Linked DNA regions of Mus musculus: regions 2, 3, 4, 5 and 6 are each linked to region 1. The links are chromatin contacts, called in public HiChIP or PLAC-seq, Micro-C and promoter capture Hi-C maps. All regions are on one chromosome and are shown on one strand. Each heading gives the region's core, a stretch centred on a gene start, on an enhancer-like site or on the middle of the called end of the contact. The rest is flanking DNA. Distances are from core to core; before and after follow the strand shown.

What was found. Promoter capture Hi-C pulls out the DNA fragments that hold promoters and counts their contacts. A called contact is a pair of places that touch in the nucleus more often than the background predicts. HiChIP or PLAC-seq counts read pairs in DNA pulled down with a chosen protein or histone mark. Capture Hi-C pulls out chosen DNA fragments and counts their contacts.
Region 2: a contact with region 1 is called in a Micro-C map of embryonic stem cells, with 10 times the contacts expected there. The contact joins the promoter of Hr here to the promoter of Egr3 in region 1. A contact is called at or near these places in 2 of 39 promoter capture datasets (embryonic stem cells and maxillary cranial neural crest), 4 of 484 Hi-C or Micro-C datasets (all in embryonic stem cells), 4 of 115 datasets of contacts at active chromatin or transcription factors (embryonic stem cells and pancreatic cancer cells) and 3 of 9 other capture datasets (adipose tissue, liver and pancreatic islet).
Region 3: a contact with region 1 is called in a promoter capture Hi-C map of embryonic stem cells, with 9 read pairs. The contact joins the promoter of Bmp1 here to the promoter of Egr3 in region 1. A contact is called at or near these places in 7 of 39 promoter capture datasets (cranial neural crest, embryonic stem cells, hippocampal neurons and 2 more), 12 of 484 Hi-C or Micro-C datasets (all in embryonic stem cells), 5 of 115 datasets of contacts at active chromatin or transcription factors (embryonic stem cells and pancreatic cancer cells) and 2 of 9 other capture datasets (adipose tissue and embryonic stem cells).
Region 4: a contact with region 1 is called in a promoter capture Hi-C map of adipose tissue. The contact joins the promoter of Polr3d here to the promoter of Egr3 in region 1. A contact is called at or near these places in 5 of 39 promoter capture datasets (cranial neural crest, embryonic stem cells, hippocampal neurons and 2 more), 2 of 484 Hi-C or Micro-C datasets (embryonic stem cells and regulatory T cells), 2 of 115 datasets of contacts at active chromatin or transcription factors (embryonic stem cells and trophoblast stem cells) and 3 of 9 other capture datasets (adipose tissue, liver and pancreatic islet).
Region 5: an H3K4me3 HiChIP or PLAC-seq map of embryonic stem cells shows a contact between it and region 1, with 14 read pairs. The contact joins the promoter of Tnfrsf10b here to the promoter of Egr3 in region 1. A contact is called at or near these places in 1 of 39 promoter capture datasets (cranial neural crest), 1 of 484 Hi-C or Micro-C datasets (CD4 T cells), 5 of 115 datasets of contacts at active chromatin or transcription factors (bone marrow-derived macrophages, embryonic limb bud, embryonic stem cells and 1 more) and 2 of 9 other capture datasets (adipose tissue and liver).
Region 6: a Micro-C map of embryonic stem cells shows a contact between it and region 1, with 3 times the contacts expected there. The contact joins the promoter of Slc39a14 here to the promoter of Egr3 in region 1. A contact is called at or near these places in 2 of 39 promoter capture datasets (cranial neural crest and neural stem cells), 3 of 484 Hi-C or Micro-C datasets (all in embryonic stem cells), 2 of 115 datasets of contacts at active chromatin or transcription factors (bone marrow-derived macrophages and embryonic stem cells) and 1 of 9 other capture datasets (adipose tissue).

The regions. Positions count from the first base shown.
Region 1 is chr14:70,075,051-70,080,170 of GRCm38.p6, reverse strand. It overlaps Egr3 (early growth response 3), which reads right to left and starts at 2,854. Exons shown (of 2, transcript NM_018781.4): 1 at 2,573-2,854; 2 at 1-1,275. The coding sequence starts at 2,726. The coding sequence ends at 266.
Region 2 is chr14:70,552,291-70,557,410 of GRCm38.p6, reverse strand. Hr (lysine demethylase and nuclear receptor corepressor) reads right to left here and starts at 3,177. Exons shown (of 19, transcript NM_001379479.1): 1 at 2,304-3,177; 2 at 411-1,063. The coding sequence starts at 1,022.
Region 3 is chr14:70,517,824-70,522,943 of GRCm38.p6, reverse strand. Bmp1 (bone morphogenetic protein 1) reads left to right here and starts at 2,684. Exons shown (of 20, transcript NM_009755.3): 1 at 2,684-3,075. The coding sequence starts at 2,907. Sftpc (surfactant associated protein C) reads left to right here. Exons shown (of 6, transcript NM_011359.2): 2 at 171-329; 3 at 668-790; 4 at 1,029-1,139; 5 at 1,472-1,627; 6 at 1,829-2,003. The coding sequence ends at 1,618.
Region 4 is chr14:70,440,422-70,445,541 of GRCm38.p6, reverse strand. It overlaps Polr3d (polymerase (RNA) III (DNA directed) polypeptide D), which reads left to right and starts at 2,071. Exons shown (of 9, transcript NM_025945.3): 1 at 2,071-2,209; 2 at 2,422-2,591; 3 at 3,147-3,190; 4 at 4,087-4,238; 5 at 4,381-4,505; 6 at 4,775-4,943. The coding sequence starts at 2,427. Mir320 (microRNA 320) reads right to left here and starts at 2,032; the gene lies at 1,951-2,032.
Region 5 is chr14:69,765,093-69,770,212 of GRCm38.p6, reverse strand. It overlaps Tnfrsf10b (tumor necrosis factor receptor superfamily, member 10b), which reads right to left and starts at 2,741. Exons shown (of 8, transcript NM_020275.4): 1 at 2,422-2,741. The coding sequence starts at 2,553. It overlaps 4930480K23Rik (RIKEN cDNA 4930480K23 gene), which reads right to left. Exons shown (of 3, transcript NR_130157.1): 3 at 3,100-3,148.
Region 6 is chr14:70,348,303-70,353,422 of GRCm38.p6, reverse strand. It overlaps Slc39a14 (solute carrier family 39 (zinc transporter), member 14), which reads left to right and starts at 1,999. Exons shown (of 10, transcript NM_144808.4): 1 at 1,999-2,143.

The DNA.
Region 1 (5,120 bases), core at 1,605-4,104:
CGGGCTAGACGCCACCTTTCCGCCCCCACGCCTTGGCTAAGAGGGGGGCAGCAAGGAGAAAGTGCCTCCAGCCCTAGCCCCCAACCGCCGGCCGGTGTGAAAGGGTGGAAATGGGGGGCGTCGAAGGGGGAGGCAAGGGGGCCGCACGTCCAGGGCGAGATCAGGGCGCGGCCCCTGCGCCTCAGTGACTGGCTTTCCCCTCTGCTTTCAGGCGACCAGCCAGGAGGCACTGGAAGGGAAAAGAAGGGATCTGGGTGCCGGATCCTCAGGCGCAGGTGGTGACCACAGGGGCCAGGGACACGGTGGGCGCCGAGGATGCAGAGGGCGCACCCCCTTTCTCCGACTTCTTCTCCTTTTGCTTGAGGTGGATCTTGGCGTGGCGCTTGCGCTCGTCGCTGCGCGCAAACTTGCGCCCACAGAACTCACAGGCAAAGGGCTTCTCCCCGGTGTGCGTGCGGATGTGAGTGGTGAGGTGGTCGCTGCGGCTGAAGCTGCGCATGCAGATCCGACACTGGAAGGGCTTGTGGCCCGTGTGGATGCGCAGGTGCCGGGTCAGCTCGTCTGAGCGGCTGAAACGGCGGTCACAGCCTTCCGCGGGACACGCGTGGGGCCGCTCGTGGAGCGGGGTCTTGCTAGGCCGATTGGGGTACTTGCGGGGCCGGATGGGCTTGAGAGTGAGCGGCGGTTGGGGCAGGCTGCCGAATCCCGGGTGGATCTGCTTGTCTTTGAAGGCCTTGATGGTCTCCAGTGGGGTAATAGGGGGTGGGTTGACCCGGATGGGGTCCATGCCCTGGAAGGGCTTATGTTCCGGAATGGAGCCCATGTCGTTGGGATGGTGGTACAGGTTGTAGTCAGGAATCATGGGGAAAAGATTGCTGTCCAAGGCCGGCTTGGCCGATTGGTAATCCTGGGGGGAATAGGCGAGCCCAGGGTTTCCCTGGGGGTCGTGGAAAGACACGGGCTCCGAGTAGAGATCGCCGCAGTTGGAATAAGGAGGCAGCGCCGGATACATGGCCTCCACGTCTCCCTGAGGAGGCTGCACCATGCTAGCCGTGGACGTCTGCGTACTGAGCGCCCCTGAGGCCGGGGGCACCCCCAAGATGCCGGCACTCATGAGGCTAATGATGTTGTCCTGGCACCAGTTGGAAGGAGAGTCGAAAGCGAACTTTCCCAAGTAGGTCACGGTCTTGTTGCCGGGGGCTGGCTGGAAAGAGCTCGAATAAGAGAGTTCCGGATTGGGCTTCTCGTTGGTCAGACCGATGTCCATCACATTCTCTGCGGAGAGCGGGGGAGAGAGGGGAGGGGTGAGTGAAGCCGAGCCGGCTCCCGGCCGCGGCGCCCAGGTCCTTGCCCAGGAGTAGAGGGTGCGGCCGGCTGGAGTGCGCAGCGCGTGGGGTAAGAGGAACGCCGAGCCCGGCGCAAAGCGGGCGGTGCCGCGCTCCCCGGCGCAACCTGGATACAGCAAAATACTACGGATCGGGGTGTGGAGTGGCTCCGGCACACACACCGCACACGCCGCGCACACACTCACGTACCACACACAGACACGCACGCGCGCAAGAGAGCATTGTTGTTCTTCCCGAGGTGGGGCGGACAGGTAGCTGCAGCTACAGGTAGTTTCAGACCCGGAGCGCGCCCGGCTCTCGCTCTCCAGCACACACAACTCGGCCTCTTCCCCCGGCCCTGTCTACTCCAAGACGCCGCGCCTTCATGCCCCAAGCGAGGTCCCCCTACGCGCGCTGAGCCCGGGTGGCCGACCCAAAGAGCTTCGACGCTTTTGTCCTCGGAGCGCAGAAGGGTGCCGCCCGTAAAGGGAGCCTCTCCCGGCCCCAGTCTCCTCCCGGCCTGAAGGAGCTTTCTGCTCGGGCTGGAGGGGAAAAGCCTAAACCCAGCTAAGGAGAGTGGAGAGCGGCGGAAAACCAGCCCATGTCTCCACGGCGGGAGCGGCCGCCGTTCCCAAGCTCCCGGGTCCCAGGATCGCCCCCGGTGGCAAACCCTTTCCCCCGCCCCGTGGGTGAGCCCCCTCCCTCTCCCCACCGTCCCCACACCCCCAATGGCTTTGCTGAACGCCCCGGAAAGGCAGCGTCGCAGTACCTCTCCCACCGTGGGGACTCCACGCCGCACATGGCTCCATCCCGGGTGGGAGGCTGAGGGAGTAAGGAGGGGGGAGAGCGCGGGTGAAAAAGACGCTGGGCTCCTCCCGAGAAAGGGGGCTACAGCACCACGCCTTGCACGCAGCCCAGCGATCGGGCCCCCTGCGTGGGGAGGGAGAACCCCAGAGCTGCTCGCACCTACCTCCCTCCAGTCGGCGGCTGCCCCCACCCGGGAGAACCGAAGCCTCAACCGTGGCGTCTCCAACCAAGCCTTCCCGATCTCGGAGGGCGGGAGGAGTGGGTGGGAAAAGCAACTCGCCCCCCAGAAAATTCCCAGCGCGCCCCCCATCTTTCCATCCGTCTCTCCATCCATCCATTTCTGCATCCATCGATATGTGCATCCATCGCTAGCTCGCTCCCTCCTCCTCGTCCTCCCCCTTTCCTTCCTCGCTGCCTCGCCGCCTCACCGCCACCCTTACCTGTAGCCATCTGATTGTAATGGGCTACCGAGTCGCTGCTGCCGGAGAAGAGGTTGAGCGCGCTGGGGATCTCCTCGGGGTACAGATTGTCAGGCAATTGATTTAGCAAACTGCTCATGGTCACCGGCAGCTTCTCGGCGAGTTTGCCGGTCATAGCACTCCCGAGCTACCGCCGCCACCGCCGCCGCCGCCACCGCCGCCGCCGCCTGTTCCTAACGCAGCTTCCAGGCGAGCGGCATCCGAGAGGCGATCCGTGGTGCAGGGGAAAAGCATGCGAGAGGGAAAGTTCGGAGGGAGGGGGGAGTGAAAAGGGGAAGGGGTGGGTCAGGGGAGGGGATCTATTCTTTTTTGGAGGGGTGGATGGGAGAGGGGCAAAGAGGGTAATCCTCTCGGGTGCCTCGGCTGGTGCGGTGCGACGCTGGGTCGTGGGGGTGGGGTGGGGCGTGTGCGAGGAGTGGGATGGGGGCTGGGCTGGGGGGGTGATCTAGGCTCCAGGGGGTCAGACGCGGCTTCAGTATTGATCTCACAGACACGAGCCCGCCGACCCCCCCCGCCCCCCGATCTGCCACAGCCGCCGCCGCCGCTGCCGCCGCCACCTCCTCTGCTGCTGCTGCCGCCGCCGCTGCTATCACCACCAACCAGCCCCGCCGCTTCCTAGCTAGCTCACTGCTGCCCAAAAGCTCCCAGCCAGGGAACTCCACCAGTCTATTTATCTGAGCCCCGGGAAAGCTCCGTGACGTAGCTGCCCATATATGGACAGACAAAGCCCAGCCGAAGGGGCGCGACGTCACAATGGAAGCTCCTCACAATGGAACATTAGAAAGCAGGAAGCGGGCCGCAGCCAACGTGCAGCGCCCGCACCGCTCTCCGTTCTTTAAAAAAAAAAAAAAAAAAAAAAAAAAAGTCAATTAGATTAGAAAGAAGGAAAGCGAGAAGAGAAAAAAGAAAGAGGGACGAAGCCGAATGCAAAGCGCGCGATGCGCAGTGCACAGTTGAAAAACCCTGTAACTAAACATGTAGGTTTTTATTTGAGGACAGCATTAGAGACAGAATTTAGTCGTTGGAGGAGTGGAGTTGTTTGCAATTGGTCTCCAGCACTCCCAGCATTTAGAAAGAGTTCAGTACACCAGGACACAGGTTCCTTAGCAGTCTAGGAATGGGAGAGGTGACCGCTTCAAGCCAGGCTCCCCCACACAACTTCTGTCTTTCCTTCTTATCCTTGACTGGATTCAGATGGAGAGATGAAGTATTTTCCTTTGGGGAAGGGGTTCTAATGTCCTAAGGCTTCTTATTCTTGGACACTTAGAACTTTCGTGCGGACATCATTCTGATTCACCGCCCGCAGCCCCGGCCCCTCCCTTGGGGTTCCTGACCCCGCGCTGACTCTCAGTTGAGCGCAGTGGCCCGGGAATGTGTAGCGGATTAGCTAGTTGCGCAGTGGGCAAGAACTTTTAGGGGCGAGGGTATGAGGGTTTTGTTGTTGTTGTTGTTGTTGTGGAGATTAGGAAAGAGTGAAGTTTAGGGGATAGAAAACACGTGCACCAAATAATTCCCAGATAAATTCCCTAACGGTTCTAAAGCAAACCCCTTTGGCCACAGGATGGCAGGAGGGCCCAGCAGGCCGGGGCACAGTCGCTATCTACTGCAGCCGGCGAAGGGCTTGCGGCTGAGTTACTGCGGGAAGATGTGAAACCCACAGATTCTAAGCCACCAAGGCGGTCTCCTCCAGTCTCTACTCTCTGTCTCCCGCAGGGTTGTCCTCATTGCTGCCTGAGGGTGCCTTGCAGTCAAGGGCGGCCCCCTGTGCCGACCCAGGGTGCTGTCACCTCGACAGCGGATCCCGGGGGTGGGTGATGTGTTCCCCGAGGCCTGCTCCTGAAGCGCGCAGCCTGGCTGAGAGCGAGGGGGAGGAGAGGGAGGGAGCACGGAGGCGCGACCCCGAATCACACCGGGTTGGCGGGGGAGGATTCCCTCCTCAGTGGCCGCGTGGGCGCGGTGAATCCCGCGGCCCCCGCTGGAGAGTCGGGGTTGGGGGAACTTGCATCTCTCAGGGGGAGTGGGAGTGTTGACAAGAAGGAAGAGAGGATCCCCGGGCCTCACGCCGTGGGAGGTCCATGCGGGGCCGGGGGACGCGTGGGAGGAACTCCCTAGCTGCGCATTGTGATGGGGGTGGATGACAACCTCACTCCCTCTTCCCTCCCCTCAGTTTGGAGGAGAACATTGGGTGGGAAGGGCCCAGACTCCCCCGGATCTCCTCTAGCTCTTAGGGAAGGAGGGATTCCCGCCGCCCGTGAGCCCCCATCTCTGCCACCCCCACCTCCTCTCCCTCCAGGCTACCCATTCCTGTGCTCTAGAGGCTTTGCGCCCCCGGGTTCTCCTCCGCCCGCGCGGCGCGGGGAGACTGCGCGCTGCAGCGGTCCCGGGCTTCGGCCGGAATCAGGGCATGCAGCGCTTCCCGCCCCCGGCTCCATCCCTGGAGGGGGGAGCGGCTGGTCAGGGGCGTGGGCGGCGGTGTGAGCCTAGCTGGGTGCGGGAGGGGCCTCCGCGG
Region 2 (5,120 bases), core at 1,928-4,427, 480 kb before region 1:
GTCCTTTTGCCTGTTTTGCTTTTGGAGAGAGACTAGCACGGACCTCACAATCCTGCCTCAGTCTCCTGGGTACTGAGGTTACAGGCATGCACTCTCATGCCCATCTTTGACTTCCAACCATTTAAAAACCTGGTTCTAGGCATGTGAGGTGGCCTGTCAGGAAGGAGCCCCAGAAACAGACCACGAGGACGACACATCTCACTCATGCCTGGCCCCTCATGATAAGGCCACACATTTCACGGGCAGAGTTTCTAAGGCCTGATCCTGGGTGAACTATGGGTGAGTCAGTGGTTGCAGAGGCCCAAGGGCAGGGCAGGGAAGAGGCACGGAGACAGAGCTGCCCAGTGTTTGGTTGTCTTCAGGGCTAGGGACAATTGAACCCCATGCACCCACTGTATTTCGTCACTCACCTTGCTGCCTAAGCCAAAGGCAGAGGGCACTTTTGGCTGGCTCCCAGAGTATACCCATGGGTTTGGGGCCAAAGGCCAGTCATATGGACGCTCTGGGGGCAGGCTGGACATCAGGTAGGGAGGCAAGCAGGTAGGAACCCAGAAGGGAGCTCGCTCTAGAATCTTGGTCTCCAGCAGGAAAGGGCAGTGCAAGGGCCGGAAGGCCACAGGGTCACTCTTGGGATGGCCACCACTATGCTCAGGTATCAGGGGCCCATAGCGAGGTGGGCATGCCGGCCCACAAAAGGCCAGTGGATGGGCCAGCATCGCTTCCTTCCAGCGCAGTCCTTCCTTGCCGCCTAGCCAGCTGCCCTTCCTCTCCCCGTTCCGAGGACCCTCACCCTCCACCAGTGAGAGTGTGTCCTTGGGGCCTTGGAGGAAGCCAGGAGGGAGCCAGGAGTCTGGGGTGCTCAGAACACCCCTCCAAAAGGGAGCAGGTTCTCCTAGGCACAGTGCCCCATGGCGCAAGCCATCCTGTGGTGAGGTACCAGGCTCCTGTCCCACAATGCCGTTCACAGGGGCTGTCTTCTCCCAGGCTGGGGTGTCCTTCAGGAAGCTGGGCATACTCTCCATCACTCTCCTGCCCTCATGGGCCTCTCCCGGGGAGGGGGGTCCTGGAGGGTAAGGACAAAGCATGAGCCCCTTAGGCAAATGGCCCATGTATCTCAACCATGGGCACCACCCTGGGAATACCAAAGTGGCTCAAACCAGTAAAGCAAGTGTCAGGCCACAGCAGGGCACAAAGCAGCCTTCCACAGGTGGCCAAAAGGATTCTGCTTCATGGCCGGAAGTTGATACCTTTTCCTAAATTCTGGCCCCTATCTGAATGTGTGTGTGTGTGTGGGGGGGGGGTGTCCAAATTCAATAGAAGGGTGTCACTTCCAGGGTGAAAGGCTCTGCCCATGTGGAGCTAGGAATCTAGTTACAAGTCTTGGAAACTGATAGAAAGCAAGACTGCAAAAGGTTAGCTCAGTAGAAGACACTCAGCTGCGAGGACAGGGAGACTGACTGGATCCTGGCCCTGACTGTGTCACCTGCTATTCGGATGTCCAGCAGGTCATTTTCTCCTCTGGGTTTCAGTGTACCCGGATGTAAAAGAGGAACTCAGAGGATTCTTTCTAAACGCCAGTCTGTGGTTTTTGGGGTGCTGCTTGCCCGCTCCCATCTTCAGCCCCCACTAGGCTTGCAAGACTGGGATGTTCAGACCCGACAGGCTCGAGTCACTGGGCAGGGCAGCTAGCCAGGGCTGCTGGCTGGTGTCTCCCTACCCCTGGGCTGTCTGAATCTGCCCTTCATGGGCTCTAGTTTCTTGGCATCTTCAAAGAGTACCGGGACAACTACTGGGGGCTAGGATCTCTGCTCCCAATGGGAGTCAGCATGTGAGAAGGGATTAAGAGGTTTCAGACTAGGGTGGGTCGAGCTGCCCAAGCCCGACGGCAGTGCCAGGGCACCGCTGCTAACTGAAGCCCGGAGGGGGGAGGGAAGGAGGCGGGGAAAGCAGGCTGGGCCCCAGAGAGACGCAAGCGAGGGAAAATTGAACACGCTTGCTAGGGACCAGGATGACAGGTGGCACCAGATCAGCTGTAGTCTCCTGAAGTAGTCCCCATGGCCGGACAGAGGAAACTCCAAGAGGGATGGATGTACGTGAGCCTTGGCGGAGGCGCCAAGAATTTTTGGAGCTGCAGCTTGCATTCAGTCCAGCCCCCTTAGTTGGGCATCCTAACTTTTCCATGTTAAGATGTAAGGTTCAGTTCAGAGTGACACCGGCACTTCACTCCCTGCCTGCACCTTGGGATCAGCTCATAAACTCCCCCATTACAATTAGCCCAGAACGCGCTCCCTCTTGGCGCTTACCTGGGCTTCACAGGCCGGGCGCGGTGTGGGCGGCGGTCGTGCTAGCCGGTGCTGGGTACTCGCTCCCCATGGGCCGGCTTCGGGGCGTTCTCCCGCTTTCTGCTCAGCGCTCTCGCGCTCTCTTTCCCCCCGGGCGTCGGGGGCGCTCTAGGGCCGCAGGTTGGAGGGGTCGGACTCCGGAATTTGCAGGATGCGGCACACGGCGCGGATGGGCCGCACCAGCTTCTGGGCCAAGGCTGTGGGTTGCGCCATGGGACGCCGAGACTCCGTGCTGCGCTTTGGGGAGGGTCGAGCCGGGGCTAGGGAGCGGGTGTCCCCGGAGGGAGAGAAGGATCCGGGCCGGGGGGAACGCGCGCCCCGGGTCGGAGATGGCTGAGTGGGGGGAAAGGCCGAGGGGCCGGGGAAGGGGGTCGTGCCTGGAAGTGGGGGGCCGATCCTGTGAGCCAGGAGCGAGGCACCAGCGAGGGCGCAGCACCGCGTAGCGCGGCTAATGGAGGGAGAGCGCAGCGGAGAGCGCAGCAGGACCTCTGATCGCCATCGCCAGACGCGCAACTGAGAGTGGGGAAGCTGCTCCGCCGGTTTCCTCCTCCAGCACCCTGCGGGAAACAGGAGCCCGTGATTCGGCGGCCCCGCCTGGGCCTGCCCCCTTCTGAGCCCCGGGGGCTTCCGCCAACGCCCCGGCGATGCCACCGGCTGCGCACGGGGAGAATGAGCCCTTTGTTCCCCCCTCCCCCCCGCGGCACCCGGGCGCCTGCCGAGAGAGGCTCCCCTGGGGCAGTGTGCCAGCTTCCCAGCCGCCCCACCCTCCCGTGGGCCCGGCCCGGAGCCTGGCAGGCGGGCAGCACCCCCACTATAGGTGCCAAGCCCGGGAACTGGAGCAAAGGGCGGGAGGGGCCGGACCAGGCCAGGATGAGGCGGGGTGCCCCCCGGGGTGCTAGGGCGGGGCGGCAGGGAGGGGTCAGTGCCAGAGCTGGCAGGGGCAGTCGGGTTCTCACGGGTCAGTGATGGGTGCTGCGACCCACGCCAGCAGGCCCGTGCCTGCTGGACCACTCTCTCCCTGTCCTTTTCAGCTCTGGGCACACCCCAATGGCTGGTGTCTTCCCTACCTCATTCTTCATCATCACCTGGCTAAGCCACTCTTCATAGTGTCGGGGCCCAAGACCCTACCCAGCATCCCTCTCTGGGCACAATGTTACAAAGCACTATGCTTTGGAATCTGGGAGGGCCTGACCTGATATCTGGTCTGTTCCCTGGTCTAAGCGCCTTGATTTCTACCAAGTGTCCAGAGAGGTGAAGGGACCAGAAGCACACAAGCATTGCAAGCTCCACTTGGGGTTGCCTGCTGGGCTGCCCCATCTTCAATGTTCTTGGTGCTCTCAGGCCCAGCCTGGAGAGGAGCCCATGGGAGTGGCTCCTGGGAGGGAACATTGAGTAGGAGAGGAAATGGGCAAACAGGGCACCCTCCACCCGAGGAAGCATCCCTGCTCTTCTGCGGGGGTGGTTCCAGAGCACACACACAAACAGACAGACAGATTCAGACACACACAGAAACCCACACGCCCAACGGGTGCTTCCCTTCTCTAAAAGCACCCACCTTCTGCCCCTCTACTCCCCTGCCTCCGAGCCCAGGCTGAAACAGAAGCAACACCACTTACTCTCACTCCCACCCCCCACTGCTGTGGAAGGAATGGATTTGGGTGGCCACAGCCTGGTCCCAAGTCCCTCCACCATCTCTGAAGTTGAGGGGTATCATGAAGAGCCCAATGTCTTTCACTTAAGGGACAGGAGTGAAGGCAAGGAGCTTTTCACCAATTGTTAAGACCAGGATAGGTACTTGGGGGAGGAGGTCTGTCCTTCCATCCTAGCTGCCTGCTCCGACTTGGGCCTTGTTGATACAGATCCTCCTTGCTCCTCTCCTTCACAGAGACCAAGTCTGTGGTGGGCAGGCTGGCAGGGGTTGTTTACATGGCTGGGGTTTTCATACTCCTTTTCTTATCCACTCCTTTGGAGGTGACCTGACCTTAGTTTGCTGAGGGAGCGGAATGAGGAGGGTCTAACAGGGACTGGAGCAGCAGGGGGTCTAGCCTGACCTCTGGCTCCTGGCTCCAGGGCAGGGTGGTGGGGTGGCACGTGCCTGTGGTCCCCATCTAAGTTCCCTGGCCTACCTTAGCAGAGGCTTGTGGGAGAGTCTTGTGGCTTGAGGCCTGGTAGTGGCCAGAGTGGAACCCGGGGCTGTCCTGAGTCCTGGGGGCTTGTGGCTGTCTTCCCCTAAGGTGATAGGGACTGTGTCAGGGGAGCTGAACAGATACCCACCCCCGCACCTCCAGTCGCCATATCTGCCTGTCAGATTATATTGCCTGGGCTAGACCAGAGCTCTCAGGACAGTCTTCTGGAATGCTTAGGGGTTAGTGGAGATGAAGGTGAGGAGAAGTACTGCCCTCACTCCACCACGTTCCCCATCCTTGCCTTAGAGCCTATGCCACAGGCCAGAGTCCTTGCAGCTGGCTGTGCTGTGCCTGAGGATGGAGCAGAGCTGAGGACATACACAAAAGACACAAACACGGGGGAGGGCGCTCGTGGGGGGGGGGAAGCCACCCAGTGTGTGGTCACAAGACCAGATCATGGACCTGGCAAACTTACTAGCACCCCCAGACTCACATGGGCCCAGCCCTCACCCACCCCGACCCCTCACAAACTGACACACATGCTGACACACACTCGTTGCTGACAGGCACAGACTCTCTGACAGCCGGCTGCCCTTTCTCCACCCCAGAGACCCTTACCTGGGCAAGCACAGTACCCCTCAGGCAGAGTAGC
Region 3 (5,120 bases), core at 1,435-3,934, 440 kb before region 1:
AACCACCTTCCCCAAAGCCTTCCTTCCCAAAAGCCTCTGATCTCCCCAGCTCTTCCTTGCACACTCGTAGCCTAAAGAGGTACGGGATGTGTGTGTCCCCCTTGCACAGGGAGAGTAGGAGCCACCCTCTCCACTACCCACTTGTCTCTCTGCTTCCCTTGCTCTCTCAGGATTACTCGGCAGGTCCCAGGAGCCAGTTCCGCATCCCCTGCTGTCCCGTGCACCTCAAACGCCTTCTCATCGTGGTTGTGGTGGTGGTCCTCGTTGTCGTGGTGATTGTAGGGGCTCTGCTCATGGGCCTCCACATGAGTCAAAAACATACTGAGATGGTGAGTGGGCCTGGGTTGGGCAAAGAGGCACAGCAGACAGGGGGTTGGGGGAGATTATGGGGGGATGGGCAGCTGTTCGGGAGGAAGAGAAGGGAGTGGACAGGTATGAGCACATCTTGGGTGACACAAACAGAGACGAGGTAGCCATCCTGCCTAGATCCTCTCCCCCAGGCCCCGGCCTAGTGTGATAACCATCGATTGCTCTGACACCTCTTACGTTTAGCCTTCCTGAGATCTCAGGAAAGCGTTTGAATAGAGGATTCTGAGTAGATATGGGTACCGAAAGGCTGAGGGAAGAAAGAGAAATACCAGGCAGCATTCCAACACCCTTCCCCTAGGTCCTTGAGATGAGCATCGGAGCACCGGAAACTCAGAAACGCCTAGCCCCGAGTGAGCGAGCAGACACCATCGCTACCTTTTCCATCGGCTCCACTGGCATCGTTGTGTATGACTACCAGCGGGTGAGGATGCCGGAGGGACCACCGGGACTTTATTGGAACTAGCCAGTTGTAGCATTTCTAGAGGTCTCTCCCCATTCTGTGCCTGGCTACCTCACCTCAGATGCTCGAACCACTGACGCAAGTGCGCCCCTCCACCCTCTGAAGACAATCTAAAGGAAGTTGGTTGGCTGAGAACTAGGGTTGGGGAGGAAGCAAGGCAAGGGGACCTTGTGAATGACCTCCAGGGTTTTATACCTAGCTCCTGACGGCCTATAAGCCAGCTCCAGGAACCTACTGCTACATCATGAAGATGGCTCCAGAGAGCATCCCTAGTCTTGAGGCTTTCGCTAGAAAACTCCAGAACTTCCAGGTGGGTATGTTAGGGAGGGAGGGAGCAGTCTCCCTCTGAGGGTTGAGTAGAGGGACATGTGAAAGGATGACTAGCGTACCCTGTGTAGTATTGATGTTTCTGGATCAGACATGTTCTCCTCTCTCCATGGACCTGTGTCCTGCCATCCCTACCAGCTCTCAGGTGGCCCTGCTAAGTTGTTGGCCTTGGCTGAGCTTAGACATGACCTATGGGCTTCTACATCCAACCCAGTCCCTCTCTGAATTTGTGAGGAAACTGATCCTCGAGAATTACCAACTTAGTGTCCCACACTAAATAAAGCAGGTGACATTGAAAGTAGGTGTTCTTTCCAGGCCAAGCCCTCCACACCCACCTCTAAGCTGGGCCAGGAGGAAGGGCATGATACTGGTTCCGAGTCCGATTCTTCCGGGAGAGACCTGGCTTTCCTAGGCCTTGCTGTGAGCACCCTGTGTGGAGAGCTACCACTCTACTATATCTAGCATCCACAGGTGAGCAACAGTACCTTTCAGGGTGCCTGGGCAACACTGGCAGGGCTTGGGCTGCCTGCTTTGTCAGGGGACCTACTAGGTATCTCTTAAAGTCAGTGGTCTCGGGAGCTCGGAGGATGGAGGGTTCCCAGACACATCCCACACTGGACCCAAGCGGGTGGCTTCTTCAGTCCCCATAAGCATTAGTTCTTTGCTTCACAGGGTCGGTAGAAACCGCAGCGGGACAGGAAAGACCCTCCGCAAAGGGTCTTTGTCAGACAAGCAGGAAGCTGCTCCTGCCCAGAAACCGGTGGAAGTCTGTAAAGGAAAGGTGTCTCTCCTACGGGCCAGGGGGATCCTATCACAAAAGAATAAAGCAGCCTGATTGGAAAACAAAGAGTGGCGCTTCTTTTCTTTCACATTTTCTCAGCTCGGCTTCTAGCAGAAGCCGTCCTAGGAAGGAGAGGGTTTGGAGAGTTGGGGCGCTTTGCCACGTCCTTTCTAAGAGTGATGGAGGTTTGGTCCTACCCCAGGTAATGGGGAACAGAGCAAAAGGCAGGGACAGAGGACGGGACCTGGGTGCCATACACGGGTGTTAGGCGCCCTCCAGCGGTGTGTCCACAAGGAAGGACAGCGACAGAGACAGGCAGGGAGACAGCTAGACAGAGAGACAGTGAGAAGCGAGAGAGCCGAGATCTAAGACAGACAGACTCTGGAGTCTCTGGGAGAGAACGATCGATCGCTGATCCAGTGTCTAAGAGGAAGGAACGGACCTGACAGCGTGTCCCGTGCCCGGAGGCACTCCGCCTGGTACAGGACAGCGGCCTGTAGGGGGCCCCTCGCGGAGCGGTGCCTCCGGGCATCCCTGGCCCGCGCCCCCTCCCCGGCCCCTGCCCCAGTCCCAGGCAGCGGATTCCCCTCCGGGGCGGGCGGTGCTACTCTCGTCCTCCCCGCCCGGCTGGCGTGCTTCCCGGCCCGGCCGAGCACGGTCCCGGCCCCGAGGGGGGCTGAGCTGGGCGAAAACCCGCCCTCCAGCGAGCTCATTTCCCTAAAAGGGGGGGTGGGGTGGGGAGTGGGAGGGCGGCGAGAAAAGAAAGGGAGCGACCGAGAGGAGGGCGAGGGGACGCCGGAGCCCAGGGCCGGAGAGAGCCGGGCCGAGCGGGGGGCGGGAGACAGGAAACGGGACGGGAAGAGGTGGCCTCGGGGGGAGAGCGCCTCCCCTTCGCCTTCAGCGCTCCCTTCCCCGTCGCCCCGCTCCCGCGTCCGGGCGCGACCGCCACCGCCACCGCCGCCCGCCAGCATGCCCGGCGTGGCCCGCCCGCCGCTGCCGCTGCTGTCGCTGCCGCTGCTACTGCTGCTGCTGCTGCTCCCGCGCGCCGGCCGGCCGCTGGACTTGGCCGACTACACCTACGACCTGGGCGAGGAGGACGCCCCGGAGCTCCTCAACTACAAAGACCCTTGCAAGGCGGGTGAGCGACCCCCGGCTCCCCCAGGGCGCACGGAAGCCGGGCGTGGGCAGGCTGGGATCGAGGCTCCCGGCCGGGCAGGGGTTGGGGTTGGGGTTGTAGTTGGGGTTGGGGGAGGACAGTCCAGTGTGGGAAGCTGGGAGCTGCTTGGTTGGCAATGCAGTGGGGGAACAAAAGACCGAGGGAGAAAGGGAGGGGGAAGTTTGGGGGACTTTTAGGACTGAAGTTTTGCTGCTGTTTGTGGAAACTGCTGCGGCTGCCGTTCGCCTTCACAGAGGAATCCTGGGGAAACCTCCCTCGGTCCCAGCGAATCCCGCTGGCAAGGAGGCTTTTTCTCCACCGGGAAACTTTACTGGCCAAACTGTGTGTGTGTGTGTGTGTGTGTGTGTGTGTGTGTGTGTGTCCGTCCGTCCGTCCGTCCGTGTCCCTTCTCCCCTATCCCTCCTGCTTTGTGGAATACTGGTGTTTGCCTGCTTGTCTGTTTGCCATAGTGCCGCACAGCACATCTGTCTGGTTTGATGCCCAGAAAGAAGGCCTGCAGCTCCAAAGGGATAGATTTTCCCGGCTTCTCAGCCCAGTGGAAGGAGAAAGTTTTTCAGGAGGTTCTATGGAATACTTCTTCATAGGCAATCCTATGAATCTAGCCAGCAGCAGGAGCTCTCTGAACACTCAAGAGACAGCTGTCAAAGTCAGAGAAATTGGCGGCAGGGGTGGGGGCTTGGGGGGCACAGGGGGACTTACCTGTGCCTTTGTGTGCCAGGAGAGCTTTGCCAGAGCTCAGTTAGGTTAGCAAATGAGTCTCACAAAGAGGTCTCAGATATTCTACATCAGCTCTCTCGCCCTACAGACACCTGAGGCTAATTAGTCAAGTCAGGGCTTCTAGTGTGTGTGTGTGTGTGTGTGTGTGTGTGTGTGTGTGTGTGTGTGTGTGTGATCTTTGTTCATGAGGACTCTCCTGCTGTGATTCCCTTGGAGTGACCAGATGACCAGACACACTCAGGCCATTGGCCTAATTGATGTTCCCAAGCAGGCTGTCTGGAATACACTGGGGACAAGTTATCACAACTTTTCCTCGACTTCCCGCTTCTGACTTCAGCCTGTCTGCGAAGAGCTAGAGCCAGGGATTGGGACACAAGAAATGGACACAAAGTTTTGGGACAGGCAGCTACAATCTTGAGCACAGAGGACCTAATCAGGGACTCTCCTTGCTCCATCCACCCTTAGGTAGGATAGGGACCATTTTACAGGACAGGACAAACCAAACCCTTCAGTCTTTCCTCTTCCATGCCTGGTATGCTGTAGGCAAACCAGGACAGTAAAAGTCTCCATCACATCGTGCGTGGTAGGAGGGCAGGAGGAAGAATGAGCAAGGCATGAAATCTGAAGGACTCATTAGCCACCAGGAAGGCTGAGCACAGTCTCTGAACTTAAGTTCCTCATTAGAGAACTAGCTGGTGGGTAAGGGCTAAATCTGAGAACATATATAATTCACTTATTATTAACACACAGCAGACACTATATAAATGTTCATTTCCTGTGCTCTGTGCCTCCAGCTCTTGATCAATGTCTTTGAGAGGGTGTGGATTTGGATTTTAGAAAAAGCTAACATCTCTCTGACCCTGTACGGTGTCTCATATCCATTCAGTGATGTTCGTTTCTTGATATGTCTCAGGGCTGGGTTTGATGTTGTGGGAGGTGCAGAGAGTTGCCAGACAGATCTCGGTCCTTAAAGAGATCACGTTCTAAGCAAGTGTCCAAGAGCACACTAATGTTACACAGCATAATTCAGGAAGATTAGGGTCCCTCATCATCTCTTCGTTCCTGGTGATGGGGAGGGCAGAGCAAAGTGGTTTGAAGGTGTGTGGGAAGGTTTGTAGAGTGGAGATTTTTTGTGGAGGCACCAGGACAGGAGCACAGCCTCAAAGAATGGATAGGAAGCTATGCTCATGTTGAGAATGGGAGTGATTTTTGGGAATAGCAATAGGCTCAGGGCTCCATCCCTAGTCTCAGATTTCATGCTAGGGTGGGGCTGGCTGAGTTGGAACTTC
Region 4 (5,120 bases), core at 822-3,321, 370 kb before region 1:
ATCTGTAATGGGATCTGATGCCCTCTTCTGGTGTGTCTGAAGAAAGCTATAGTGTATTCGTCATATACATGAAATAAATAAAATCTAAAATAAATAAACAAATAAAAAGTAGCCACAGAAGCTGGGCACGAGGGCACATTCCCTCAATCCTAGCACTGCCAAGGCAGATACTTTCCTGAGTGTTTGAAGTCAAGTCTTGTCTCTACAGTGAGTTTCAGGTCAACTAGAGGTTTATAACAAGATGACTCCGTCTCTTCAAAAACAATCCAAGTCATATACCGTATGACTCCATCTTTAGAATACTTTTGAAATAACAACATTTTAGAAATGGAGAACAGATTAGTGTGGGGAGGAGTGGGAGGAAGAGAAGGCTCAGCAGTAAGGGAGGCTGGCTGTATCTGAAAGGGCGGCTTCAGGGATTCCTGTCATGCTGAAATGTCTTGTACCATGACTGCAAAAATGTCAATATTCTGGTTTTGATATAAGTGCTAGATCTTACTATTGTGGAAAACAAAGTAAACAGAATTTGGGCTCTGCTGAATCATTATCATCATCATCACCATCAGTGTCTCACTTTGTAGTCCAAGCTGGTGTAAACTCAGAGACCTGCCTGCTTTTTCCTCCCAAGTACTGGGTTTACAGGCATGCACCAACATGCCTGGCTTGTCACATAATTTCCCCCCCCCCCTTTTTTTTTTTTAAATAACTGCATATGTATGACATCAAAATGAAGTTTACTTATTTACTATTTTCATTTTATTTATTTATTTTGGTTTTTCGAGACAGGGTTTCTCTGTGTAGCCCTGGCTGTCCTGGAACTCATTCTGTAGACCAGGCTGGCCTCAAACTCAGAAATCCACCTGCCTCTGCCTCCCAAGTGCTGGGATTAAAGGCGTGTGCCACCACTGCCCAGCAAAGTATACTTTTAATATGTACATTTTCTGAAACTCTTTCCTAGGGATATAATCTACAAGAAAGCAAAAAAGTTGGATGTATCAAATGTACACTAGCTATTTCTAACAACATACCTATTTAAAGTAAGTGCCCCATTAAGGAAACAAGTTACGATATATACATATAAATATGCACATATATATCCTCCCATTGGTCATTTGTCTCCGACAAAGAATACACTATTGTGTGGCACAATATTACAGTACATCAAAAATATTTTAATGCTAGCAGCCTATGGAATTCCAGCAGAAATAGGTTCCTTCCCTAGAATTACATAACCTTTTTATTTGTATTGGGGTCGCTGTAGTGTAACATTAAATGACTCCCCCCCCCCCAGATTAGATTGCAACCACACATTACAATAAAAAAATTTTTCAGCTGGGATTGGTGGTGTACATCTGTAATCCCTACAACTGAGGGATGAGTGAAGAGACTGGACTGCTGCAAATTCGAGGCCAGCCTGGTCTACTTAAGTTCCAGACTAGATAGGGTTACAGAGCAGGGTTGTCTTAAAAATACCCACACCTCCCAACCAAAAATCAAAAAACAAAAACCCTTCCAGTTGAAGAGCAAACTTCAGTTCCAAAGGCTTCCCAGATTTGACTAAGCAGTCATGGGCCCAGGTAGATGAGAAGAGCTATTGGCTGCTCTGTCCAAACTGCGTTAAGGGTGACACCCCAAGACCCCAGGGACCGGCAAGGGAAGGCGCACGCGAGCAAAGGGTCGAGCCCGAAGGTGCAATGACCACGCCAAGGTCAACGCAGGGAGGCTGCAGCCAGCCACGGCCTGAGGGCTCTAAGCTCCCTATGTCCGGAGCCCCATCCCGAGCGGCGACCCCACTGCTCCCAGAGGCTGCGCAGTGTGGACTCCACATACAGCAGGTAGGCGACCTTGGAGCCCCTCCACCTCCGACCCCGAGGACCGCACCTCTACTCCCTGCCAGGGGCCGAGACACGCCCCCACGAGTCACACCCCGGCACAGCTTACAGTCCACCTCCCACATCCTTTTTCGCCCTCTCAACCCAGCTTTTCCCGACTCCGGGAAGAACCGGGAAGAGAAGGCGGAGGGCGGCGAGGCACCGTCGGATAAATACTATGGTCAGGTCACGCCCCCTTGATGTCACTTCCGCCCCAGGGTAAGATGGCAGCGCCCGGTCCTTGCCACGCAGACTTCCGCCTTGCCCGGAGACCCGCGGCCCGTGGTTGCTCTAGTCGGAGGTGAGGTTGTGATACTCGGCGCAGAGCCTCCACGCAGGTGCGTCACGAAGTCCCCAGGGAAAGGGCAGGTGACGGAGTCCAAAGCTAGGGGTGGGGCGCTCCGGGAAGCCTCGCCACGTGGGACGGGGAGGAGCTGAGCTGCAGCGAGAGCGACGCACGGGCGGGGGGCGGGAGGCCACGTGGGTGCGGTTCCGCCCAGGGTCCTCGCGTCCAGCCCTTGGAGTCACTTTGTTGCCTACTTTCTTCTAGGAACCATGTCGGAAGGAAACGCGGCGGGCGAGCCCAGCAATCCTGGAGGGCCGCGACCCCTTCTCTCTGGGGGCCGGGGGCTGATCGGCCGGCGGCCCGCACCCCCGCTTACGCCCGGTCGCCTTCCCTCCATCCGCTCCCGGGACCTCACCCTTGGCGGAGTCAAGAAGGTACCTGCGAGCGCGTTTGTATAGAAACCCACCCAGGCCGTAGGGAGGCGACTCGTGATGTTCATTCATGTGCTGCCTTGGGCCCCTGGTGGGATGTCAGCCTTTAGAGAGACCTGCAAACCTAGGTGCTGGTACAGGACACTGACAGGGTCTCCTAGGCAATTAAAAGACAGTGAATCTAGTTGATTCAAGACATCCGGAAGTGCTTATTATGTTCTGGGCTCCTTACAAAATCCCTTGAAAGCCAGACAAAATTGCTTTACTTGCAATTTCGAGTGTTCATAACTCTGTGGATGTCAGTATTGAAAACTAATAATCTAGTAAGTGATGAATCTTAGGCATGCCGGTAACTGCTCTTTGTCCCCTCCTGTTATGTGTGTAACAGTAGATGTAACTGTACCGAGTAGCTCTGAAAAGGAATAGCAAACACAGGATAAAGCATTTTAGCTTTGCCTTGGGGGCTACTGGTGATAGTCTACCTGTCTCTCTAAGCCATCCCAGGACTGTTGGTCAGTTGAGCACATCGAAAATACAGTACTGTGTTTTACTTTTCAGAAAACCTTCACCCCAAATATCATCAGTCGGAAGATCAAAGAAGAGTAAGTAATGAATGAACAGTACTCACCCCGGTTAGCTCTGAATTTGGGGACGTAATTAGGTTGTGTGGCCTAGAGATTTTAACTTACGCTATTAGCTTATTCACCAGTGGTTCTCATCCTTCAATCCTGGGTTATATAGGGGCATGTTTCTTTTTGAGACAGTGCCTCGCTACATGGCCTTGCATGTCCTGGAACTCACTTATGTAGGTTGCTGGCCTAGAACTCCCAGAGATGTGCTTGCCTCTCAGACCTGTGTCCTGAGTGCTGGGATTAAGATGTACACCTCCACGCTTAGCTCCAGGGCACTTTGCATTAGAGGGTCTTTTTGGTTTTTGTTTTGTTTTGTTTTTTTTCTGTAATAAATAGCTGAGATAATTGGCTTACAGAGAGGGACATTTTGTTTTGGAGATTTTAGTCCACGATCAATCAGGTGGTTCTTGCTTTTGGGTTCATGGTATGGCAATGAATGCAGTCGGAATACCCAAGGGAAGAAAGAAATTAAGGAGAGGAAAGGGCTGAGTTTCTATTCTCCTTTAGGAGCTGGGTAACCACCCAGTAGGCTCCATCTCTTATAGTTTCAGCTACCTTCTGTTTCTGCCGAGGTGGGGCTGAACTCTCCAACTTTGCCTTAAGGTCCTCTGCTCTCCAGCCTTTCTACTTTTAGAGGGTTAAAAAACCAACAAACAAAACAAAAGGCCCACATTTTGACAAGACGGTAAAGTAGAAGGAAATTAAAGGCCGTGCTTTATGGGAGATGTCAAAGGTATAGCGAAGGGTTGGGTGCCGATTCTCGTAGTGTACTTACTGGCTCACAAGCTCTGCTCAGCGGGCTGAAAGGGGCAAGCGAGGAGGCTCCATTTCCTGAGGCAGACCCTTTTGTCTGTCCTCATTCCCAGGCCAAAAGAAGAAGTGACTATGAAGAAGGAAAAGCGTGAACGGGACAGGGACCGCCAGCGTGAGGGTCACGGACGGGGACGTGGCCGCCCGGAAGTGATCCAGTCCCATTCTATCTTCGAGCAGGGTCCGGCAGAAATGATGAAAAAAAAAGGTACCAGGAAGGGACCTGGTCTGGGTTGCAGTTCAGACTGCCTGAGAAGGCAGAGCGTGGGAGTCTCCATTCCAAGTTGGGCTCTCCTCGCTGTGGGCAGTCTTCCTTATTGAACCCTAGTGGACAGCATGATTTCCCGCAGGGAACTGGGATAAGACCGTGGACATGTCCGACATGGGACCTTCTCATATCATCAACATCAAAAAAGAGAAGAGAGAAACAGACGAAGAGACCAAGCAGATCCTGCGCATGCTGGAGAAGGATGACGTAGGTGCCAGGAGCCTGGGGGACAGGTTCTTTTGTAGCTGCTAAAGAGGGTTTTGAGGGAGCCAGGCCAGGGACATGTTCAAGCTTTTGGTTACAGGAGCACTAAAGAGGGGCTGGGGGTGCAGCTCAGTGGAGAGCGAGCTTGCCTCTGTGTGAGACGTACACATATGCAAAGAAAAGAGAGAGACACAAGTCCCGAAACGGGCTGTGATGTAAGCACACGTGCTGACATTTCATGTGACCCCCCCCCCCCTCCAACTCTTTGGCAGTTCATCGATGACCCGGGGCTAAAGAATGACACACGGAACATGCCAGTGCAGCTGCCTCTGGCTCATTCAGGGTGGCTTTTTAAGGAGGAGAGTGAAGAGCCAGAGGCTAAGCCTTTTTCGGCTGGCCCCAAGGAAGAAGATATGGAGGTGGACGTGCCTGCCGTCAAAGGTAACGTGCATGCGTGCGTCAGCTGACTTCCCTTCTTCCCTAGCTCTCCCAGAAGCCCTCAGCAGTGTCTCCTTCCCCTTCCCACTCAAAAGTACAGGCACGGAATCAAGACATAAGTTTCTGCCTCAGACCGCACGTCTGTGTGCCAGTATGCCCGGCCTCAGAGAAGGCACTCTT
Region 5 (5,120 bases), core at 1,492-3,991, 310 kb after region 1:
TGTTGTGATGACTATTCTCAGTTGTCAACTAGACTACATTTGGAATGAACTACAATCCAGAAATGGAGGGCACACCTGTGACTCGGATCCTGAGGCAGGAAGACTTCCTTTGATCTGGATCCTGAGGTGGGACAACACATGCTTTGGATGCATATCCTGTGCAATTGTTTGTTGGAAGTATGTGATCTGTCTTTTATTCTTATCTTATAGGGGATTACAGTTAAGAGATTGCATGAGTCTCAGACTTTGAACTTCGGACTTTTAAACATTGTTGAGACTATGGTAGACTATGGAGACTTTTGAAATTAGACCAAATGCAGTTTGCATTATGCTATAGCTATAGGCCTATGGGAGCCAGGGAGTGGGATGTGGTGGTTTGAGTGGGTATGGCCCCCATAGACTCATGGGTTTGAATGCTTGGCCCATGGGGAATGTCACTATTAGGAGATGTGGCCTTATTGGAGGAGGTGTGACCTTGTTGGAGAAAGTGTGTCACTGTGGGGGCAGAATTTGAGGTCTCCTATGCTCAAGCTATACCCAGTATGGTACACAGTCTCTTTGCTGCCTGTGGATCAAGATGTAGAACTCTCTGCTCCTCCGGCACCAAGTCTGCTTGCATGCTGCCATGCTTCCCACCATAATGATAATGGACTAAACCCATGAAACTGTAAGCCAGCCCCACTTAAATGTTTTCTTTATAAGTTGCTCGTGGTCGTGGCGTTTCCTCACAGGAATGAAACCCAAGATAAGTGTGCACAAAGATTTTTTTACACGCATTCAGGTATACATTAGGTAAAACTAACACCGTAATCATTTTAAACAAAAAGGCCTGTACTGCTGTGTTCACACTGTCCTGTAACCAAAGCCCAGAATTCCCTTCATCTTAAAACTCTTAAGTCTGTAACCATTAAAGTAACAGCTCACCCCTCCACCCATTTCTCCATGTTCTCAACTACTATTCTGCTCATTTCTCTTCTTTTTTTCCTTCTCTCTCTCTCTCTCTCTCTCTCTCTCTTTCTCTCTCTCTCTTTCTTTCTTTCTTCTTCTTATTCTTTTTTTCCCCCCAAATAGCTAAAGAAGTGATACTAAAAGTAACTAGAAGCCAAGAGAGGATGAACACGCTGGTCCATAGGCAGGGCTGCCTGGTACTACCTGAACACATCTTAACTCTGCTTCCTTCCTTCGTTCTACTTACTTATTTTTCAGACATATGCATGTTCCTCCTCAACAGTGAGGAGGAAGAAGATTAAAGAAGATTAAAGATTTTATTTATTTATTATATGTAAGTTCACTGTAGCTGTCTTCAGACACTCCAGAAGAGGGAGGGCATCAGATCTCATGACAGATGGTTGGGAGCCACCATGTGGTTGCTGAGATTTGAACTCAGGAAGAGCAGTCAGGGCTCTTAACCGCTGAGCCATCTCTCCAGCCCAACAGTGAAGTATTAAAACAGAAGGTGGAGAACTGTGTCCAGCCTGGTGGAAATGAGTCTAGAATATAATATAAGAATATATACAATAAGTGTCTCTAAAAAGACACTTGTGTGCCTTTCTATTTGAAGTTAGAAACAATGGACTCCAAGACACTGGAATTCCCCTCAACAATCTCATCTGGCAGAAGGGGAAAGGCCCGATTCTAGGCTCTTCAGGGCCCCTTTACTCTTTTTAAGCCCAGTAAGTTGCAGAGTCCAAGAAACTGGAAAAAGTACAGTCAGTGATGTGACGCGGAAATTGAACAGAACTTTCTGGCAGCTAAAGCTAACACCAGGCAAGGCTTCCTTTCCTGCCTGGAAAGGGATGTCCAGCAGCTAGGGAGGGTCTCCACCCCCTCCCCCCAACAGCCCCCTCCACCTGGCTCCCCCACCATGGCCTTCTCTGTCCTTAGGATCCTACAGGGTAACTGGATCCTTCCTCCGCCCACTGTCCCCTCTCCCTTTCCCTGCTCCACCTTGGGTGCCCTGGTGCGTTTTTGCTGGGTCAGCTGCTCGCCACGCCCCTCGCGTGCCATCTCCACAAGCCCCAACCCAACGCCAGAACTTTCTTCCCACCATCTTTGAGGACCTCTCATCTACCGTCAGGACCTTTTTCTACCAGAGCGGCGCCTCACATCCTCCCAGTCTAGAGTGTTCCGCCCACCTCCCCATCCAGTCCTGACCCACCTCACCTTCGGGTCCCCCACCCCCCCTCACTCCACCCCCCCTCTCACTCCACCCCCCCAACCCTCTCACCCCACCATCGAACCTTCTAGGCTTCCCTGTTGAGGCCTACCTGGACCCCCGCGGAGTCGTGTCCCCCCCACCCCCCGCAGTGTCAGACCTCTCCCACCACACGCACGTGCGCGCCCGGCTCTCAGGACATTTCCTTGCCATTTCCTTTCCTGGCCGGCTTCCCACTTCGGGCACCGCAGTCGCGCCACACTCACCTGTAGCACAGCAAGCAGCAACGCAAAGCTATATAGAAGTCTGCGCTTCGGGAGTGGCCGGAGGCCTGGGGTGTAGTGATCTGCCCGGGCAGCGGCAGAGGCTGTGGGCGTGCTGGGTCCTGGAGGCTCCATGGTGTCAGCTCATCCGAAACCCTGCGGCTTCAGCTCCCAAAAGCCACGAAGGATGGCTGTCCCCTCACTCCTAAAAAAGTTCTCTGGATTTCCTCACTCCCAGAAAAGTTCTGGATTCTTGTCGCGGCGACTTGACGCTTAGTGGTACCTCCAACCTCCGCGGGCTTGCGCGCGCACCGGGCAGGGGTGGGGAAATCCACCTTGGGAGGAGCTTGATTACGCGTCCAACCCCGATCCTACCTAATATGAAAACTTGGGAGCAGTCGCCGGACAGAATCTGAACAACTTTTATTTTTTTAAAGAATCACACCACTTTTATTATATTTGTCAGGTCGTGGTTGGAGACGCCCATGCTTATTAAAAAAAAAAAAACCAACTCGTAATACTCAAAGGTCTGCCTGTCCCTTCATATTTTGACTAATATGATATTCACCTTTGAGTTTCAGCTTGTGTCCCTGGAGGAGCCGACTTGAAGATGTCTGTAGTAGTGAGTACTCCTCCTTCCTCATCTTCTGTCTCCTTCATCTCTCCTTCTCTTCTTCTCTTCCTCTTCTTGAATTTGTTTTTGTTACAGTTGTATGCTACCAGGCAGTATCTGAGAACACAGAAAAGGAAATGATAGAATGGATGGTCTCACCCCAGTAACAGAAGCGAAATCAATCCGTGTCTCTGTAACGTTTGGAACACTGAACACACTTAGCCGTGGTGGTAAAGCACTTCAATCCTAGCACGAGCAGAGGCAGGCTGGTCTCTGAGTTAGAGTCCAGCCTGGTCTACAGAGTGAATTTCAGGACAGCCAGGGCTACACAGAGAAACCATGTCTTTAAACACACACACACACACACACACACACACACACACACACACACCTAAACCAACAAAACACAAACAAACAAAAAGAATAGATGACCTCATCTACCCACATCAGTGCATTTTGGTAATTTCACAATCTCAATCAATCAATCTCTCTCTCCACATTTATACACACACATATATATATGTATATACATATATATCTCACATATACACATTATATAATATATACACACATATATACACGTACATATACATGCAGGTGTACTGGTGCCTCTAATCTCTGCACTCAGGAGGTAGAGGCAAGTGGATCTCTGTGAGTTCAAGGCCATCCTGGTCTACATACTGAGTTCCAGGACAGCCAGAACTATGTTGTGAAACCCTGTCTTGAAAAAGCAAACCAATTATAACAAGAGTTTGAATTTCCATATGCTTCAGGCCTCCAGATTTCCAGTATAGAATATCATTGAACAAACATCATCACATTTGCCTCAGTTTACTTCTTAATCCACAACCCCAAACAAAATTTTGTAGGGGGGAAATGCATATTTTCAAAGAAGTAAGTTGCTTAAAACCTGACATAATTCTGTAAGCTTTCTAGTACCAAAATAAAGTATTCGGTTTGTTAAGAACCTGTATCTTCTGATTGGTGGACCTCTGTGAGTTCAAGGCCTGCCTGGTCTGCATAGAGAGTTCCAAGACAGCTACAGCTACATAATAGAGACCCTGTCTCAAAAGAAAGAAAAATCTAACTTCTGTCTAATCACCCGAGTTCTCCCCAATTGGCTCAGATGACGCCAGCATTACAAGAAGCAGCTCGAAGCTGCTTGGAGACACTGTGGCCAGCTGGCCTTCTAGGTTCTCAGCACAGATCCCACGAGGCCACAGAGGAGGGAGAGTCCATGAGCAAAAGCTGATGTATCATGGGACATACCTGGAAACTGGATGGGGCTGTAAGTGGCCCATGTGCAACCTGTGAGATCACGACCCCCTCTCCTGGGTGTGCTTGGTCTATACTCCCAGGGTTAGGAGATAGAGCCATAAGTCATTACTCCCTTCTGAGTCCTATGAGACATTCACTGTACAAAACAGCCAGGAGGAGGCAGATGGACAGTGTATAAGGATGTGTTTGTAACTGGGGCTGGCCAGAGCTGGCCAGAAACACAGGCCCAGATTAACAAGACAATGACGTTGCACTCTGCCTTGATTACCCCTAGAAGTCAAATCTATTGCCAAGGTGGAGGTAGGGAGATTTTGTAACCAACACCATGTGTCAGCTGTTCTCAGGGGTTACCTAAGACCATAGGAAATACCAGATATTTCCACAGCAATTCATAATAGTAGCAAAATTTCAGTTGTGATTGAAAACAATGTGGGGATCACCACAACATGAGGAACTGTATTAAAGGGTGGCAGTGTTAGGAAGGTGGAGAACCAAGGCCATAGGCCATGCTGCATTCCTTCCCTTTGGCGGACCTGGCATGCTGTCTTCCAGTTCCAGCCATGCGCTGATGAATGGTAGAATTCCTTCTCTTTACAGGGTGGACAGGAGCCAAATTACCTTTAAACACCAATTTTGATGATCTGAGTCTGTGCCTGAGAGTAAGACTTCTGGCTATTCAGGAGTTCTATTTTCCACTTTGTGCAGAGCCTCCACAGTTGTCCTAATTTACATCCCCAGCACTGGTGTATAATCACCCCTCCCCCACAGCACCATTTCCCATCTTCCTCTCCCATAATCACCACAAGTGCCA
Region 6 (5,120 bases), core at 750-3,249, 270 kb before region 1:
TACTCACTATGGAGCTGAGCTGGCCCTGAATCCTTGCTTCTCCTATTCACCACCCAAGTGGTAGCATTGGAGAACATGGGCCATCATGCCCAGCTCCCCACTCTGCCCCCTGAGCCGTCCTCAACAACTGCTTAATGCAAGCTTTAGTAGCCCTGACATCCTGTCTGGAATCCGGGGGATGAGGGTTTAAGCTCCCCGTCCTATTCAGAGCTTTGGGATGGCAGATCCTTGTCTCTAGGTGGGCTTCTTATTCTGCTTATTCCTTCTAGGGGGGGCCTGATGGGGAACCGACCTTTCCTGACAGTCCATTCCGCTTTGGAGTCTTAAGTGGGTGACATAATGTCTGAAAAACACTGTAACTTTAACCAAGGCAAATATTCAGCATTATTATAGAGTTGCAGGGGCCCGGGAGGCAATTCTGCAAGAGCTATCATTACCTCAAAATTACTCAGAAAGTAAATGAGAGGACCATCACAGGGTCTCCCTCTTACTCATTGGAGTACTGTAATTACAGAGTAAAGATAATTGAATTTCAGAAAAACAGAGTGGCCAGAAGAGTCTGAGTGGCCTCAGTAGTTTTATATCTTTTAAACTTAAGACCTTGCATACACTAGGCAAAGCATTCACTATTAATTTACAGAAAGGGTCTCAGGTAGTTCAGGCATGGTCTCAAATTCATTAAGGGGCCCAAGGCTGACTTTGAACTTGTGATACTTGTCCCCACTTCTCCAGTGCTGAATTACAGGTGAGCATTACCAGAACCGGTTGCTGGCCTCGAACTCATGGCTTTGGTGCGGTCTAAGCATACACTGAACCAAAAATCCCCCTTTTACCTTTTGAGAAAGGAGCTCACTAAATTGCCCCAGCTGGCCTTGAACTTGAGATCCTTCTGGCTCTAGAGTAGCTGAGATTATAGGTGTGCACCACCAGGATTGGCTATTACCTCACCAACCCCCAGCCCCACACTCTGGTGCTCTAGCCAGCCCGCAAGAGCAAGCTGCCATTGAGCTGAGTTCTTCCTGCCACCTGTTCTAGGGACATGGAGTTCTACTCCTATCACTTCCTTTTTGAGGGAACTTTCCCCAGCACTTAGATGCCATCTCTCTATTGAACAAATCTAGAGATACCACAGCCAGCTGGACACACTCCCTGTGCTAGAACAGAAACCCCCGCCATTCACTGGTTCCAGTGCCACTTGAGGTTCTTCCATGGGGCCCTCCCTGCCCCAGGTGACAGTTGGTTAAGCGATAGAGGAAATAATCCTAATATCCAGCTGAATAGAACAATAAGAGTTTAGTGGGTGGTTTATTTTTCTCAAGAAATTTGCATATACAAGGCTCAGTATCCAACACAATAGGCCCTTCCTACAGCGGAAGAGACTCCCTCCCAGGACAAACAAAACCTAAGGCTTGACCTCGCTCCTTAGGAATCTGATTAACTGTGAGAAAGAGGTGCGAAACTCTGAAAAAAAATGAATATGATCTTTTATTTGGATCGTTACAAGTTATTTTAATTCTTTTGGTTGGCTGGGGTAGGCAAAAAAAAAAAAAAAAAAAGCAGTTTATGAAGCGCTCCATCCTGCTTACAGAATATTTTAGAATTGGAGAAAACAGAAAAGTCTCTTAGATTCATCAACAGTGTTAAAACCACAAATGTCTACCAAGAGAGGGGCACTCTCCCTCAGGAGCGACAGGATGGAAGGTCACGCTGTGAGTTTCCCACAAAAGGGGCTAGGAAGGACAGATGGGAGGTTTCCAGAGAATAGCGGAGCCTGCAGGGCCTCCGTGAGTCAAGGATGGAATTCATCAAGGAAGGGTGGATGAAGCTAGAGAGAGCTAGGATGCGAGCCGGGGATGCACAACGCTGGAGGACCAGGTTGGCCAGGGTAACGACGCTGTTAGCTGGCGGTCCCACGTGGCAGGCCCGGGGGAGCGGGGCGGGGCAGCAGGCGGGGGCGGGCCCAGCGGTGACGCGCAGGGTATATGGCCGGGCATGCGCATGCGGCGGGGGCCGGACGTAGAGAGGGGGCGCGTGGCTGTTGGCGGGGACGCACCCACTCAGTAGCTGTGTCGCCCGCTGCCTTGGGGGGGGGGCCCTGGATAGTGAGGCTGCGTGGGCCCGACTGCCGGCTGGAGGACTTCAGGTGAGGACGGACCGGGCGCAGGCAGGATGGGAAGTCGGGCGCCTCCGGGTTAGGGGGGACACCGGGTGGGGGTTGGAGACACCGGCACGCCGAGGACCCAGAGTCTTTTCGGGAGGCCGCGCACTCCCTGAGCCCAGTCCTGGTAGCACCTGATTGCCGTGCCACGGTGGCGAGGAGAAGGAGGTCACTGCGCTGTCCCTTCAGCTGCAGGGCCCGGGATGTGTGAACCAGAGAAGGACGCCGGGGAGGTCGATAGCTGCTCAGAAAGGCTGAGATGAGCTTTCTAGAGCCCCAGGACACAGAGCGCAGAGGAAGCGGAGTAGATGGGTAGATCAGATGCTCTGCGGTGGCGGCTGCTCGGGGGCTCTGGTGTCTGGATCTTGCATCCCAGGAACCTATGTGTCCTTCTCCCTGCCCCACGCCAGACCACCCTCCGGCTGGAGAGTGATGCCCGATTCTTCTGGTTGGCTTGGGCAGGAGTGGATAACCGCAAGGGTGGCACCGCGCTGAATTCTCCCCTGACTAACGGCAGCGATGCCTCTTGGGCTCACTTAGGTTGGGACTGACCAAATTAGGTGGTCTGGTTACCGGCTGCTCCCTCTTAGAGTTTTAAAGCTATAGCTAAAGTAGCCATCAGACTCACCTTGTGATCCTGAGGTAGATTCTAAGCCGGAAAATTGCCTCTCTGGGTTGTGGGTTCAGCTTTAAGAATCTTCTGTCACCCCGGGGCCTAGATTCTAAGCTGATCTGTAGTCTAAATAGTTACATGGCTTGTGCGTTCAAGAGAACTCTCAGTTTGGTTTGGTGAGGGGTGGAGTGCTTTCCTGTGGCCTAAATGGAAGGATAGAGGCAGGAGCACTTTGGCAGGCCCCTCTTCGTGAAGTAACCTGGCTTTGGAATTGTAGCATTAGCTCTTTTTAGCCCCTGGTCATTGGGATAGATATATTTGCTGGAGGTGCTGATTTTAGGGGACGATAGAAACTGGCTCCGGAGTGACTATCTGGTCACTATTCTGGTTCAGGTTAGTACTGAGACCAGCCTGAATTGTCTATCCAAAAGATGTACAATTCCGTACTCCTTACCTATTAAAACAAATCTTCAACACTGAGGGGTTCCAACGTGCCTCCTTGGCCAAACAGCCAGAAACATGTCCAGAATCACAACTTCTGACAACTAGAATTAAAAGCCATCTAGTCCCCTTTCTATTGGTGACTTAGTTGAGCTCTTTGCTAGTGGTTCAAAGTCAGGAGGCCGTGTATGGGTCCTCTTTGTGTGACTGTTTTATCATTGTGACTAGAGACACTGAACTGACCCAGGATATGGGTTCTTCCAGAAGGACCCTGGCAGAACACTTCTTGCTGCTACACCTGGCATTCTGTGGTTCACCTGGACAGTGCAGAGGCAGAAACAGGGATTAAAGAACCCAGAAGCTGGCTAAGCAACCAACCGACTTGAGAAGTGGCAGAGCCTATGTAACTGGCCTTGCATGTAGACAAGAGGAGAGTTAGAGGCTCCTGGAGATCTATCCCGAGCTCTTTTCCAAACCCAGGGTTGATGCAAAAGGCCCAGGTCCCACGTACAGTGTTTGGTTTGTGCCCCTCAATGGCCACTGTGGTGGGTGCAGGCAGAAGGCTTACTCTGCCTTTCAGGCAGACAGTGGCAAGTGGGGAATTAAGTAGCAACACAAGAGTCTCCTTGCTGGTTGGAGTAGTTTAGAGAAGGGAGCTTGTTTGAGGTAAGGCACAGTGGCAGAGTACTCAGGGCTTTGGAGCTAGATGTCCAAACCCCAGCCCCATCACACTCCAATAGCCAGTCTGTTCTCACTGACTGGTGGAACGTTGTGGTCATGTCTGGAATGTGGCTGACGCCTCAGTAGTGCCACCATTTTTGTGGGTTAGACTGAGAGGTTTTGAGTCCCGGCTGCTCAAGTAGGCTGGATTGTAAGGACGGTGGAAACCTAGACATAAGGTAGATTGTCTCCTCCTTAGCAGGGTATAAAGTGTCCCTTGTCCTCCTGGGAGACTCCTTTTCTGTGGCTGACCAGGGGAAAAGCGCACAGACTCATTGGGCAATCTTAGAGAAGATGGGCGTTTTCCTACGGGAGTTCTACTGGAGGTTCTTCTTTCTTCTGAGACTGCTCCTCCTCAAGGCTTAGTGATGGCCAGGAAGGACCCCATGTCCTCTCCATCCCCCACCCCCACCCCTGTTTGTGTAGGATACACAATCACAGGATGGGTCCTGGTTTCAAAGACTTCTTACCTCCTTCCTCTTTTCTTCCCTGCACCCCACATGTGCTCTTCCCCGACGCCTCACAACCCTACCAGATGTATTCTCTCTATTCCATTTAATGCCAAAAGAAAGTAACACCTGCCATTTGACAGAACCACAGGCTGCCTTGTTGTCTGGAGTGGCTTTTACAATGAAAGATCCTGGACTCAGAGAGGTTAATTGATGTCCTCGAGTCACATTGCTTACTAATGACAGATTTTTTGGGGGGGAATACCAGAGAATTGCCCCCCTCCCCACACCCCTTTGGTGAATTTACTGAGAGTCCTGTCTTTTTCTTGGCACACTGGGAAAGGGGGCCAGTCACTGCTCAGCACCGCTGGAGTAGTTTGGGGAAAGCTCTTTCATTTTCCTGCAGGCTCTGGAGGAAAGAGAGGTTCAGAAAGAGCAGGGAAGGAGAAAAGGTTCATGCTACCCCCACCCCCCCCCTACACACACACCTTGGAGTTTAGGGCCTTCTCTGACTTCCAGGCTGGCGGCTGTCAGAATGCCAGGAGATAAGAAGTCCAGAGTCTGCTAACTCAGGACTGATGCCAGCCAGGGCCTCATGCTTGCCCATCACAAGGACTCCAAACCCCAACTGCCGTGGAGCCTCCAGAGAGGGCCCTTGGTTCATCCAGACCAGCTGGGAAAGCAGAGCCCCCTACTGGACCTCCCAGAAGGCCTGGCAGGTATGGCATTCACCTGTCAG